Regions from separate parts of the Callithrix jacchus genome. Here region 2 is linked to region 1. A link is a contact called in public Hi-C data. All regions are on one chromosome and are shown on one strand. Each heading gives the region's core, a stretch centred on a gene start, on an enhancer-like site or on the middle of the called end of the contact. The rest is flanking DNA. Distances are from core to core; before and after follow the strand shown. Region 1 overlaps RASGRF1 (Ras protein specific guanine nucleotide releasing factor 1). Region 2 overlaps CTSH (cathepsin H).

Region 1 (4,375 bases), core at 1,658-4,157:
TTTGTCCACATACCAGCTGATGGACACCTGGGTGGTTTCCACTTTGGGGCTATTACGAATAATGCTGCTAAGAACATTCATGTACAAATTTTTTTAAGGCAGAGTCTCACCGTGTCACCCAGGCTGGAGGGACGTGTCACAATCTCGGCTCACTGCAACCTCCATCTCCTGGGTTCAAGCGATTCTTCGGCATTAGCCTCCCGAGTAACTGGTATTACAGGCATGCGCCACCATGCCCAGCTATCTTTTGTATTTTTAGCAGAGATGAGGTTTTGCCATGCTGCCCAGGCTGGTCTCGAACTCCTGACCTCAACTGATCCTCCTACCTTGGCCTCCCAAAGTGCTGGTATTACAGGCGTGAGCCACTGCACCCCATCCACGTACATACTTGTGTGAACGGAGTTCCTTATATCTTATGAACTCAGCGACACATATGTTTAAGTTTGTAATATTTCTCCAGTATTTCTCGGGGTTTTATAATGGAGAGTTTTTAGGATATTGGGAAGGAGAAGTTGTAGCCCTCCTTCAATGTCATCCTTCCCAAGCTTCCTTGTTCTCTTAGTAAGACGGTCCTGGGCTGTCAGTGTATGGGGGATGGTGATGAGCAGGCCTGGCGGGTGCCGATCAGATGCCTTTGGAGCCGCGTCACCTCTGCGTCCTTCCGCCCCTCTCAGGTCCGACGCCTCCTTATATTGTGATGATGTTGACATTCGCTTCAGCAAAACCATGAACTCCTGCAAAGTGCTGCAGATCCGCTATGCCAGCGTGGAGCGGCTGCTGGAGAGGCTGACGGACCTGCGCTTCCTGAGCATCGACTTCCTCAACACCTTCCTGCACTCCTACCGTGTCTTCACCACTGCCATCGTGGTCCTGGACAAGCTCATCACCATCTACAAGAAGCCTATCAGTGCCATCCCTGCCAGGTGGCTGAGGTGCCCTCCTCTTCCCACGCCCGCAGAGCTTCCAACCCTGGGAGGAAAACTGAGTTTGCACGGGGTGCAGGGGTGGCCTGGGAGGTCCCTGGAGTAGCAGCAGTAACACGTGTTGGGGTGCTGTGGGACACACACTGCCATCGGCCCCTCTCCCCAGGAACCAAGCCTCCCTCTGCAAGAGGCAGGGATAGCTCACCTGCCTGCTGCTACTGCTCAGTATCAGCTTCTTTCATCTCCACCTGCCAGGATCCTGGAGTAGGGAGGGGGCTCTCACATCTTAACCCTGTTCCTAGAAGCATAGGGTCCCACCCTCACCAAAGGACAGGGCTTCCTTTGGTGAAAAAAAGAGGAAGAAAGTCTGGGCACGGTGGCTCACACCTGTAATCCCAGCACCTTGGGAGGCCAATGGGCAGATCACAAGGTCAAGAGATCGAGACCATCCTGGCCAACATGGTGAAACCCCATTTCTACTAAAAATACAAAAATTAAGTTGGCATGGTAGCATGTGCCTGTAGTCCCAGCTACTGGGGAGGCTGAGGCAGGAGAATTGCTTGAACCCAGAGGCAGAGGTTGCAGTAAGCCGAGATCACACCACTGCAAAGCAACCTGGCAACAGCAAGACTCCATCTCAAAAAAAAAAGAGAAAAAAAGGGGAGGGGAGGGGAGAGAGGACAGAAGGAGAGAGGGAGAGGGAGAAATAAAATAAAAGGTAGAGAGGAAAGAAGGAAGAGAGAAGGAAATCTCATCCCTGCTCTGCTTAGGCCACTCAGAAACGATGGCATTCTTGGGTGAGTCAACATAAGGAATGCAGACCACCTTAGCCTGGCTTCAGGGCCATCTTTCCTAATGACATCATGGCAGCTCAGCCCTGCCGTTGAGACAACTGGGACCCAGAAAGGCGCAGAGACTTCCCCGGGCCTCCAAGGAGTCAGTGGCTGAGTGGGGTTTGAACCCAGGGCCCCGGTCTCAGTACTGCTCCTGTCTGAGTCTGGGTGACAAGACAGACTTTCCCTCCTATCCTCGCTCCCTGCACTAACCTGTGTTCCAGTGCCTGCCCCAGCCCTGGTCAGGCCTCAAGGGGCCTGGTGGAATCACCATGAACCCAGGGTCGCTGCCAGGTGGGAATTCTAAGGGCAAATGGATCATAAACTTTGTGCCACATGGAGGGAGGCCTGAGGCCACCGCACAGGGCCTGGCTCAGAACTTCAAAGTTGGTAGGATTTTGCTGACTGGTAAATTACCATTCTAACTCCTGAACACCCATCTTACCCGGCCAAGGTCAGTACCAAGCAAGTCACTAGGGGAGGGAGTGTCAGATCAAGCAAAGCCCTGGCTGCAGCGCCAGGTGAGATGCATCAGGAATACCGTTATCAATCCTCATTTAACAGAGGGGGAGTGAGGGATGATGTGATGAAGGACTTGGCCAAGGCTTCCCCTCAGTAGGCCAAGTTCAGGGGTCTGGCTCAGGCCCCTGATGGGCCTCACTGCTCTGGGAGGGGCCCATCCAGGAATGGCAGGTGATTATCTTATTCTGAGATGCCACCTACCCAGACCCCAGTTGTAAACAGCCCATCCCAGCCCTCAGAGGCTCAAAGGCTCTCAGCACCGCCCCCTTCCCCCCTGCCCCCGTTTTCCTCCCTGCCCGCCCACCAACACCCTAGGCAACACCTGAGACCAGACTGTCAGCTCCAGGGCTGCCAGGAGCAGAGTTCCTGAATCACACTGGCTCCCCAGGGCTCCCCAGGAGCCTCATCACCCCTCCCCCAAACCACACCTCTGCTGCTAGAGCAAAGCAGCAACCAGAATACACCCGTTCCCGCTTCTGTTCCCTCCTCCTGCCCCCACCTCAGGCCTCACTGGGTCAGGGCACATCTCGCCTCTCTGCCCCAAACTTCGGGACCTCAGTGATCAGCTTCCCAGGGCTCTGAGAAAGCAGAAAACATCCCATCCAGGAAGGATCTACTCCCTAAAAGCCACCAAGACCATTCCCAGGGGCCCAGCAGACAGTGCCCTTCCTGTCCCAGCGGCAGTGCCCCGCAGAACAGAGGCAGCTTCAGAGCCAGCTCCCCAACCCTGCGGCCCTGGCCAAGTCCTTTAACCTCTCTGAGCCTCAGTTTCCTGTCTGTGACATGGGAATAAGAATGCCACATCCTGAGGCAACAGTGAGGGTTCAGAGATAAACCTGTCCTGTGTCAGCGTGGAGCAGACAGCCTGGAGGAGCAAGCTGTGTTTTGCAATGTTCTGGATGTATTAGCTGTTTCCAGCCTGGCCAGAGGTGGAGCCCTGTCATGAGGATGGTAGGGGCCACTTTCAGCATCCCCTTCCCCAAAGTTTACATGTAGGGCCGCTCAAGCCCGGTGGCAGGTGGAAAGGACCCTGGGTTTAGAGCAGGAGGCATCAGATGAGTCATTTCCTGTCTCTCAGCCTCAGCTTCCTCATTCTGCAAAACATGCCTGAGGACCTCTCCAAGGATGAGGTCAGAGTGTGTAGGCGGGCGCAGACCCTGTGTGGGATGGAGGGAGGTTTTGCACAGTCTGCAGGTCAGGGGACCCTCAGTACTTCAGGACAGATGCTGCTGCTGCTGCCCTGAAGGGGTGGTGCGGGGAGCATAAAATCCCCACATCCTTTCCCAAACCATCCAGAGCAGAACCCTTGGCCCCAGGCCATTGAATCACATGGTCCCTGCTCAGAGGATCAGCTCAGGTTTGGGTTTCAGGGATCATGAGAATGAGGGAGTTGTTGCTGCCACCCCGCGCCCCACAGGAGACAGCCCCCAGGCCCAAGCAAGCAGGCAGGCCCACGCTGACTGTCATTTTCACCCCACCCTCCCCACAGGTCGCTGGAGCTCCTGTTTGCCAGCGGCCAGAACAACAAGCTTCTGTACGGTGACCCCCCCAAGTCCCCGCGCGCCACCCGCAAGTTCTCCTCGCCACCACCCCTGTCCATCACCAAGACGTCGTCACCCAGCCGCCGGCGGAAGCTCTCCCTGAACATCCCCATCATCACCGGCGGCAAGGCCCTGGACCTGGCCGCCCTCAGCTGCAACGCCAACGGTTACACCAGCATGTACTCGGCCATGTCACCCTTCAGCAAGGCCACGCTGGACACCAGCAAGCTCTACGTGTCCAGCAGCTTCACCAACAAGATTCCAGATGAAGGCGATACAACCCCTGAGAAGCCCGAAGACCCCTCAGTGCTCAGCAAGCAGAGTGAGTGGCCGTGTGGTCGAATCTGCCTCCCAGCCTTGCTGAGGCTCAGCCTGGTCCAGCAGGGCCTCGGGGCTGCTCTTCCTGCTCCCCTGGGGAAGGAAGGGGGTCCCACCAGGCAGATCACGGAGGCAGCATGGAGTCGGGGAGGTGCAGTGAAAGGGGAGGCAGGCAGAAATTCCCAGGGCATCACCCCATTGTAGATGAGCGTCAGTTCCCATCATGAGCATTTCAGGC
Region 2 (3,872 bases), core at 1,229-3,728, 77 kb after region 1:
GTCCTGGAAGCAAGTCAGTTACTGAACCAGCCCATGAAAGGGCCACTGGGGGCTTGTGCGTGGAGGGAGCGGAAGCCTGGGCTCTGAAGCTGTGTTTGGCTGACCTCTGATTGTGGCTCCGCTGTCCCTCCCTGTGTAATGTGGGATTGTAAATTTGGGACAATGCCGATATTCCTGTGGGTGGTTGTGAAGTTTACAAGAGGTTCTGCAGAAGCCCCTGCCCGATTCCTGCCATCTGGGGGTGCAGCCTAGAAGCCAAGCTCTGTCTTTGCATTGTTGCAGGGGCCTCTTTAGACACATGCTCTGAGCCCATGAGTGAGCAGCCCCTGGGAACATCTGCTTTCACTCTTAATTAATTTCATTAGAAACCCACACACACGTCCAGCGTTATTTGCTGAGGACTCTGAGAAATGTTGGTAATTGACTAAATCGGGAATATAGGCATCAAGCATGAGCTGGAAGGAAACTTGCGCTTGAACCTCATTTCTGCCCTGTCCTAGCATGTGACCTTCAGGGATGCTAACATGGGCAGTAAAGCAGAAATAAGGCCAGGTGCGGTGGCTCACACCTGTAGTCCCAGCACTTTGGGAGGCCGAGGTGGGTGAATCCCATGAGGTCGGGAGTTCAAGACAAGCCTGACCAGCCTGGTGAAACCCCATCTCTACTAAAAATACAAAACTTAGCCAGGTGTGGTTGCGGTCACCTGTAATCCCAGCTTCTCAGGAGGATGAGACAGGAGAATCGCTTGAACCTGAGAGGCAGAGGTTACAGTGAGCTGAGATCGCACCACTGCAACTCCAGCCTTGGAGACAGAGCAAGACTCGGTCTTTAAAAAAAGAAAAGAAAAAAAGGCAAACATGATTACACACCCCGTCCCAGGACTGTGTGGAGACCGAATTAGGCAGCAGGCAGGAAGGCCCCGGCACTGGTGAAATGGTTCTTTACCTAGCCATCTACCAGACTCACCAGGGGGGTATCTAAAAAAGTGAGTGCCCAGGCCCCACCCGAGACCAACTGTATTAGCATCTCTGGAGTGCGGCCCAGACATCTATACCATTGAGAAGCTCCCCAGGTGTTTTAGAAGCACCGTGAGGGCTGACCTCAGTGAACTGAATTATATTAAATACAGAAATTTAAAGGAGATGAGTCGCAGTGGGAGGACACAGGTAAACAGGAGCTTTCATCATTGTTTCTTATTTCTTCATTAGTGAGTCACTCACTGTCTCTGTTTTTGTTTTTATTTTCTCCTTCTCTTTTTTCAGTGGCAGTGAACCAATTTTCAGACATGAGCTTTGCTGAAATAAAACGCAAGTACCTTTGGTCAGAACCTCAGGTAGGTATAATTTCATTGCAACCAAATCTGAATCTTTTTTTTTTTTTTTTTTTTGAGACGGAGTTTTGCTCTTGTTACCCAGGCTGGAGTGCAATGGCGCAATCTCGGCTCACTGCAACCTCCACCTCCTGGGTTCAAGCAATTCTCCTGCCTCAGCCTCCCGAGTAGCTGGGACTACAGGAGCGTGCCACCATGCCCAGCTAATTTTTGTATTTTTAGTAGAGACGGGGTTTCACCATGTTGACCAGGATGGTCTCGATCTCTTGACCTCGTGATCCACCCGCCTCAGCCTCCCAAAGTGCTGGGGTTATAGGCGTGAGCCACCACACCCGGCCGTTATTCATTGTTTACCTGAAATTCACATTTAACTAGGTGAGCTGTATTTTTATTTGCTACGTCCATCTATGCTATGCTAATGCTCTGGACCCTCAAGGGGAGATGCCATTTAGCATTTGGGACCCGTAGACAAGAGAGGGAAGGCTCTGACAGCTGCAGCCTTCCTCATTCTCTCTTGGCGTTTCCATCTTTATAGTTATTCTTGTTGCTGTCAGAAAGGTTTTCAGTTTGGGTTTTGGTTTTTTTCCTGGAAATAATGTGTTTGGTTGTTCCAGAATTGCTCAGCCACCAAAAGTAACTACCTCCGAGGTACTGGTCCCTACCCACCTTCCGTGGACTGGCGGAAAAAGGGACATTTTGTCTCACCCGTGAAAAATCAGGTATGCCTGGCAATCTCCATCCTCTCCCCGAAAACAGCCACACTCCCAGACAATACACCAGGAAGAGCCACTCAAAAGGTCCACAGAACCACTACAAGCACCTCCCTGCCTGTTTTCCCTCTGCTTCCCTCCAGCCCTCTTCCTTTGAAAGGCTGGGGAGGTCGCCACTTCTCTGAGCCGCTCTGGAGGATGCAAAAGCTCCTCTTTATTGGGCTAAAGTGAACTCCCATCCTTCCAGCACCCACCTTGAGTTTCCTTCCCCGTACCCCAGATTTCCCGGGGAAATCCCAGGCCTCTCCCACAGAGCCATCCAAAACATTATGTTCCCTTGCCCATCCGAGAACCCCATGCATCTCCTCTTCCCGCCTCCATCCTCTCCGAGCCACCGGGGTCCAGCCCCTGCACTGAGTGGCCGCCACCCTCTGGTTAGTCCAAGTCTCCTGCATCAATGAGCTTCTCAGAGTAGAGGCTGGCATCCGTGGCCCACGCTGTGTGGCACAGCGCCCCTGCAGGGCACAGTGGCCTTGGCAAGGTGAGACGCTCCACCTTCCTCCATGGGGGAGCTGGAGGGTCTCAGCGCAGGCTTGTCCTGGAGAGTTTGGACCCTGTCCCCGCTGTTCTCCTTGCCTGCTGTGGCCCCTCCCTCCCCTAGCAGTGAATGTGTCTCGGCCTTCTTTAGAAAAACACGGATCTCGGGAGTCCAGGAAATATGAGGGAAAGGTTTCCTTCCTGGAAACTCCTGGCTTTCCATCGAAATTCTCTGTGAGCAATGTTTTTTCACTTTCCAAAAAGCCACACAGCATAGCTTTGAATCCTCCCAGGCTCATAGCATTCCTGGAGCCTGCCAAGTGTTGGATGTTTAACTAGCACCCAAGAGCCAAAGCAAAACTCCCCTTGCAGCAGGAGGCAGGGTAGAAGGCTGCCTTTGCCCCTGTGGCCCTAAGGCTGCTTTTAGACCCTCTGAGAACCGAAGGACAGTTGAGAGCATCACATAGTAGGGTGGGAACCTCAACCTGCTCACACTTGGACAGGTGGGAAGGGGAGGTCCAGCAGGAATTCTCCAGGGCCTCCTATTAACTGCTCCCGGGCCATCAGGCAGGACCAAGCCAGCTGGGTGGGGGTGGAACGAGGTGCTTCCTGTCGCAGATGTGTGCCATCTCTTACTGTGGCCGCTGTGTGGGGACAGGGACGGAACGCAGCCCCCACAGCATCCATCAGCTCAGCAGCCCCCTTGAGAGTTTCTGTCTTGATGGAGGGGTAGCCTGAGAGGAAGGGAGGTTTGCCTGAGATCCAAGGTCAGTAACTGACGATGGAGACTCAAAACCAGGCCCCTACCCCAAGTCCAGCACCCGAGGCTCAGCCCACCCGCCTCTTTCAGCAGTGAGCACGGTCTCACCCCTCCTTTCACCAGCTGGAGAGGGATGTGAAGGAAGAGACTGGGGGAGATCAGCGTGAACCTGGGGTGATGATATGGGAGGCAGGAAGGGGGCCTGGAGACATTTCACAAGTACAAGATGGAGATAGATCCAAACAGGTGAGGAAACAGATGAGCCTGAGAGAAATTCTAACAGCAGCCGCCAGCACTGTGTCCCCGGGGGACTGCCTGACCAGCAGGACCTGACCTAACGCTGCGAATGTCCCACCATCACCAGCCCTGGCCATTCCCACTTTACAAGCACTGAAGTCAAGGCTTCAAGAGGGGAAGTGACTGGCCCAGGTCACCCACCTGGTGTATAGCAGAGCTGGAATGTGACCCAGGCAGGCCGGCTACAGCCCCCAACCCCATCCCTCATCTTATTCTGGAGGTGTGAATAAGGGGGCTG

The links. Hi-C and Micro-C count contacts between places; a contact is called where the count stands out from the background.
Region 2: a contact with region 1 is called in a Hi-C map of induced pluripotent stem cells, with 1.9 times the contacts expected there. The contact joins two enhancer-like sites. A contact is called at or near these places in 2 of 3 Hi-C or Micro-C datasets (induced pluripotent stem cells and skeletal muscle).

What each region holds. Positions count from the first base shown.
Region 1 is chr6:29,071,859-29,076,233 of calJac240_pri, forward strand. It overlaps RASGRF1 (Ras protein specific guanine nucleotide releasing factor 1), which reads left to right. Exons shown (of 27, transcript XM_035304032.3): 14 at 675-932; 15 at 3,768-4,141. Among named protein-coding and RNA genes, the nearest start is that of CTSH, 68 kb to the right of the region's middle. Within about 2 kb of position 2,908, at least 4 of the 16 cell types and tissues checked have an H3K27ac peak or open chromatin away from gene starts, as enhancers often do.
Region 2 is chr6:29,149,638-29,153,509 of calJac240_pri, forward strand. It overlaps CTSH (cathepsin H), which reads left to right. Exons shown (of 12, transcript XM_002753365.4): 4 at 1,263-1,333; 5 at 1,945-2,049. Among named protein-coding and RNA genes, the nearest start is that of CTSH, 9.4 kb to the left of the region's middle. Within about 2 kb of position 2,479, at least 3 of the 16 cell types and tissues checked have an H3K27ac peak or open chromatin away from gene starts, as enhancers often do.